2 separate regions of the Anser cygnoides genome follow, and region 1 is linked to region 2. The links are chromatin contacts, called in public Hi-C maps. All regions are on one chromosome and are shown on one strand. Each heading gives the region's core, a stretch centred on a gene start, on an enhancer-like site or on the middle of the called end of the contact. The rest is flanking DNA. Distances are from core to core; before and after follow the strand shown.

The links. A called contact is a pair of places that touch in the nucleus more often than the background predicts.
Region 1: a Hi-C map of liver shows a contact between it and region 2, with 1.7 times the contacts expected there. The contact joins the enhancer-like site here to the promoter of KLHL15 in region 2. A contact is called at or near these places in 2 of 7 Hi-C or Micro-C datasets (both in liver).

What each region holds. Positions count from the first base shown.
Region 1 is chr1:126,860,225-126,863,180 of Taihu_goose_T2T_genome, reverse strand. The region is part of intron 7 of APOO (apolipoprotein O); the gene reads right to left. Among named protein-coding and RNA genes, the nearest start is that of SAT1, 23 kb to the left of the region's middle. Within about 2 kb of position 1,415, at least 1 of the 3 cell types and tissues checked has open chromatin away from gene starts, as enhancers often do. A contact at or near this core is called in liver, where this site is marked.
Region 2 is chr1:126,796,938-126,800,021 of Taihu_goose_T2T_genome, reverse strand. It overlaps KLHL15 (kelch like family member 15), which reads right to left and starts at 1,577. Exons shown (of 5, transcript XM_048045963.2): 1 at 1,414-1,577. It overlaps EIF2S3 (eukaryotic translation initiation factor 2 subunit gamma), which reads left to right and starts at 1,843. Exons shown (of 12, transcript XM_066980719.1): 1 at 1,843-2,020. The coding sequence starts at 1,952.

The sequences.
Region 1 (2,956 bases), core at 166-2,665, 63 kb before region 2:
GGAGATAATTCTTGAAGTTCTTATTCAAAATATGTCTAGCAAGATCTTAAATAGCTAACCCCTTCTTAAAAAAATAATTCTTTTGATCACTATCCTGGATATTTCATAGCAAATGAAATCATATCCATGAAGCACACCCATTTCAAAGTAATGACCTACTCCATAATCCTCCCAGTACAGGAACTTACAAATTACGACATTTTACAACTCACAATGAACAATCTGACTCATGATGCCTCATCTCAGGGATTACTCAATTCTGAACAAAAGAACTAAAAATATGCTGTTCACAGAGGGGCTCTGTGTTCTTCCACTTGCTTGTCTTGACTTGTGGAAAAAAAAAAATTACCACCACCCAGGTAAAGTATTTCATCCTAAAAACAAACAAACAAACAAATAAAAAAAAAACAGACCAAGACAACTAGCAATAAAACCTGTGGGAAAACAGGGGTTTTGCTCAGTTCCTTAGTATTTGTGAGACTGGTAGGTCTCATCACAGGGCTTGTCTTTGCTGATCCATCAGCCTGAGTTCTGGGCTCAAATCAGCCCGCTGCTCACACACAAACTCATCTGCTCAATTAGCAATTAAGAAGGTCTTTTAACTCCATCTGCTGTACGTGCCCACTACATCAACACAGAGTGAGCGAGACTGATAAAGCAGTAATATGGGTAGCCAGAAAAAGAAGTCCTTTGAGGTGGCAAGGGAAGCGAACACACCTAATTTAACAAAGTGTCAAAGTCCTCAAGTCACACCCAAAACAAATCAGAAGCAAAAAACGTGCCTAGATCAACGACCCGAAAGACCGCCTCCCCCGTGGCATTCTCATCGTCAGAAGCAGGCACGTATTCAAGACACAGTCCTTCTACTTTCTGCCGGAACACAGCCACTTGGTAACGCATCTGGGTGGACAGAGTTCACGCGTCAGAGCCGTACCCCGCAGCAGGAGTGGAAACGTTTTGCATTCTTACGCAACTGCGAGCTTCAGCTCAACGGTGACTGGTAACAAATCTCCGTAACACATTCATAAAGTCTTCAAGGCGCTGGGATTCCACAGGATTAAGAAAAAATCATTATTTGAAATCCAAGATAATACTGGAATTAAGGGGACTGTACACAACGCTCTTTATAAAGCTTTAATACGTAAGTGATTAAAAAAAAATGTCAGCTTAGCTCACTGTGTCTAACAGACACGGATCGAGACCTAAACTTTAAACAAACTTCAAAAAAAAAATTATTTCTATCCAATTTTACTTACATATGAAAAAAACAGTCCAAAAGGAACTTAGCCAGCATTTTTGGTTGTTTTTTTAATTAGACTTTCTCCTTACATTACAGCCTACTCTGATGCAAAAGTCAGTTTCTGTTGCTCCCTCTGAACGGGAGCAAGCAGATGGCTGGGCCCCTTTACAGCGGCACCTAACCACAGAAATTATAACCCTAAGGAGAGGCATACGTGTCTCTTATGTTTATGGAAAACTCTTTAAAGGTAGAGTCTGGCCACCAGAAAAGAACAACAGTTACAAAAGAAAAAACAAAGCATTCAGGCTCACAGATTAATAATTTACCCTTTCTTCTGTCTCTTTTGTTTGCAATGTACTGCTTAGAATAAAGATAACATCACTGTTTAACCTTATTCATCCTCTCCTAGTCAATCAAAGACAACATGTTCTCAGTTTTGTAATTTTAGTTGAGGCTGAAATTTACTCTCTTAGAAATATGGAACACTTTAAAAATATTACCGTGTTTTAAGTTGCTCTGAAAAGCACAACTTTATGTAGGGTGGATTCTTCCTTTCCCACCTCTTTAACACTTAAATTCATCACCGCCCAAACTAACAGGTAATAACTTTTACAAGTTTTACTCTGTTGTTGTTCTTAGTACCAAAAGCGAATGTGCGTGACACCATTTTCTGTCCACAGTAGATGTTTATCATTTAGATCAGATGACCAAACTTTTGCTGTTTATCTATCTATCTATATATATCAGCCACTCGTGTTGTATTTTAAAAGATACTAAAAAGACAATTTAGGTCTGCTATGATCACAGTTTATGCTGTTCACAGTAAAGCTACCCAGTCAAGACGCCGACACCACAACTTCCACTTTCATCATTTCCTTAAGGCAAGTACAGGAAACAAGCCCACCGAGGCCGAGCAGTCTTTGCACTTGGAAGCACTCTGTCACCAGCAGACACTTAATAAAATACCCAAACAGCTGTGCTTAACTAAGCGTGTGTACATACATACCTACATAAGTACTTACGTTATGTATACGCAGAGAGTATTGGTAAATCACAGATGGTTTCTACCAACAGATCAGGAATGAAAACCAAACAATAAGCTGTAAGAGTTTCTTTTTTTTTCTGAAGTTGTTTAAACAACCACGTGACAGGCAACAAAGGAAGAAATACAGTAAGAAGCAGTCTTCTGCAAGATCTTATTACTCATTGGAAGAAAGTGGGGAAGAGCACGCAAAGAAATGAACAGGGACTGAAAAAAGGGGATGTTTTTAGAGCTCTAGCGCTGTTCTGCCACTTTGGTAAAAACAATGGGTGCCTGATTCAGTGTCACGGCAAGAGGAAGAATCCAAAATAGCTGAAAATACAGCAAAACACTGATTAGTGTAAAGAAAAGACAGAGCTGACCGAAGAGAATGCTTTTTCGATGTGTTTCAGTATGTTTTAGCTCACTGGCTGGAGCAAAACCTGGGTCTAAGCGAGTTGGTATCAGAACACAAGCCTTTGTCACTTGAAGATGAAACCACTGTAGTACAAGAGCTGACAACCCTACAGTACAGTACAAATGACAGAAGTATAGAGACCAGAGGCAGAAGAGGAAGGGCAGGAAGGCTGCATTTCACAACAGTAATCATCAAATGAGCTGACTGACAAACAAACAAGTCATCTGTATTAAACCGCTGCTCTGAAATACTGATGCCGAAGCACTTTTCTGTAAAC
Region 2 (3,084 bases), core at 328-2,827:
GTCTTTAGACTTTCATTTTTCTTCATACTACACATATTCCCAAATACAGTGAACCCTAGTAATAAAACATCAGAATATGCAAAATGTAGCATTTCATTGTTTAAAATAGGAGCAACCGTTTGTGTATTTTTTCAGATTCCTGGCAGAATTCTTGGCAGGGATTAAATCATTTCTAAAGATTGCTGCAAACGTGACAAAAGCTGTTTCTGTAATTTTATATTGCACTGCATTACTGCATAAGTATACAGCTAAGTAACTATAGAGTCTAGTATTTTCAGCTCATTTTCATGCCTGATGTCGAGGCAACCAAATTCAAGTACTACATCGTGTTCTCACTATAATTTGTATATCTGTCATAAGCATATATTGTTTTTCCCAAAAGCAAGATATTTACAATTCTTATGTAAAACATCATGCGGCCTGATGGAAGACTAGAAATTAAAATGTGTTTTATTTTTGTGCAGAATTACTGGGTTGCAAGACATAATACATTTTGTCACTGGCAACATCATTACTGTACGGTTTCTTACCACACTCTTGTATTCTTTTCTTCAAAACAAGACTGCTGGCAATGTATTTACTATTGGTATATAGAGCAGAAGTCACTCCTGGATCTTGTATCAGGAAAGTATGGAAATAGTATTTGTGAAAGTGGGAGGTTACGCGCGTTGTTAAACCAGGCATACCAGTTTTGTACAGATTTCCATCATCGCGTTTCAATCACACGTGTACTGTGTGCCCGAGACCTATTGTTTTCACCCAAGCAGTTAGCCAGGCAAAATCTGGGAACCTCCACATTTTCCAGTAAGCAAAACCGCTGTTGATGAATGTGGATGCATTTGACAGTGGTTACTTATTGTGAAACCAGTTGCTCTGGTCATTGAAGAAATCCTATTACAGTAGCAATATCCCCTAGGCCTTTAAGAAGTTCCCATGGAGAAGAAGTCAATTCAACTCCCCATGGGGGAGGGTTGTGAATTTGGCGTTTAGTCTCTGTTAAGTCTCTAAAATGGATGTCAGCACTGATCAGGGATTTTATTCCATTTTTAACACGTTTACTTTGTAAACACGTTTTAACACGTTACGTTGCTGAACACAGCATGCATTTGGTGGGGGTTTTGGGCTGTTTGGTGTAAAAAAAGCTCATGTCTTGGAGCAGGGCCTTATATCAGTTCTCTACAGGACTCAGCCTCCAGAAGCCAGTAACAAGGGAAAGGCTGACATTCAAAATCGCATTAGGCTGATGGCCAGCGGAGATTACCAACACATGCACAGCGACATCTTGCCGTTAAAGCCGGCGAGCTGATCAGCCGCCGAACCGGGTGCGCTCACTTGCAGCGCACGCGTGGCTCCGTCGCGGGGGAGGCAGCCCACCTGCCCGTCACGTCGCGCCCCTCACCGCCCCCAACACACCTCCATGTCCAAGCCGCTAGGCGCGCAGTGACAGACGTTGACGTCTTCACCCCCCCCCCGTCCACGGCGATGCCCGGTCCCCGCGGCGGCCGTTAGAGCGGCCGTTAGAGCGGCCGTTACCTCAGCGCCCCACGCGCCGCCCCTCCCCCTTCCCCTTCCCCTCAGCCCGCGACCGTTATCCGGCGGCGGGCGCCCGGCGCACGCGCGCCGCTCCCGCCCCGCCCGCCCCGCGCATGCGCGAAGCCCTCGGCGCCCCGGCGGCGCTGCCGCACGCGGGGCCGGGTTGCATCACCCGGCGGCAGGGCGGCGGGGGCCTTCCCGGGGCTGCCCCGCGCCGCGCCTGAGCCGCCCCCTCCCCGCGGCGGTGCTGCCGGGCGCCCCGCTGCGCCCACTGCGCCCACTGCGGGGCGGCCCCGCGCCGGGCCCTGCCCGCTGGGTTGGGGAGCGCCGCGGGGCTCGGTGAGGGCGGCGGCGGCGCGGAGCGGAGCCGGGGGTCAGGCGGCCGCGCGGGCAGCCCCGGCTTCCTCTGGCGGCCAAGATGGCGGGGGACGAGGCGGGGGTGACGCTGGGGCAGCCGCACCTCTCCCGGCAGGACCTCGGCACCTTGGTGAGGGAACGGGGCGGGACGGGCGGGGGCCGGGGCCGGGGGCCGGGGGCCGGGGGCCGGGGGCCGGGGGCCGGGGCCGGGGGCCGGGGGCCGGGGCCGGGGCCGGGGGCCGGGGGCCGGGGCCGGGGCCGGGGGCCGGGGGCCGGGGCCGGGGCCGGGGCCGGGGCCGGGGCCGGGGCTCGGGCTCTTCCCCGGTCTCCTCCCGTGGCCGTGCGGGCCTTCTTTTTAGCCTCACACCCAAATACGTGGATCTTCCTCAGCGTAATTTAACCTTTTTGTGCCGTAACTAAGCCTGTTAGTCTCTGCCAGTGAAACTTGGCCGTCTTAGTCTCATGCTTAAGTACGTTAATTCCGTCAGTGGAGTTTGTTGATCGTTTCAAAAGGCTTCTGAGCCTCCTCCCCTCGCTGCTGGGGTGTCGCTGCTGGCCCTCTTCGGCCCTTTTTTCACTCCTTTCCTGCCCTTTTTTCACTCGGCCCTCCAGTGCGGCCCCACAAGCTGGCCGGAGCTCGTAGTTGAGCTTAGCGTCATGCCGGTCTCGAAGAAGAAATCGCGTGCGCGCCTCATTGCCTGCTTGCGGAACGAGTTCGGCGGTGACAGGGTTCGCACCGAGCCGTGCGTGCCCGTGGTCCTGCGGCGCAGTGCCATCTGCAGGTCGCCGTCCCGCCGCTGGCCTCGGCCAGCCTGGCCGCCCTAAGGCAGGCGAACGAGAAATACAAATGTGACCGCGGTAGGTGGGCAGAACTTGCTTTGCGCCCGAACGTTTTATTCGTGTAGTACTCGAGAATATAGTGGGTGATATTACAAGGTTACGGTTAACTTTATTTGGTTGTTATGTAGAGAACCTGCCTGCATAGCCCTGTAAACACTACGGGATTTCACAAATACTTACATCCTGGCTTGCAGTGAAGGCTTCCTGGCTTTGTGGAATCTTCCCTTGAAGCCAGCAGCTCCTCCATATAAATTCAGTGCAGTCGCTATACTGAATGTATTTGGCCAGGTGCTACCAGTAGGTTCCAGCAGCATTCTGCTGAGGACGACAATTTTTTTTTTTTCTGATGGGAAT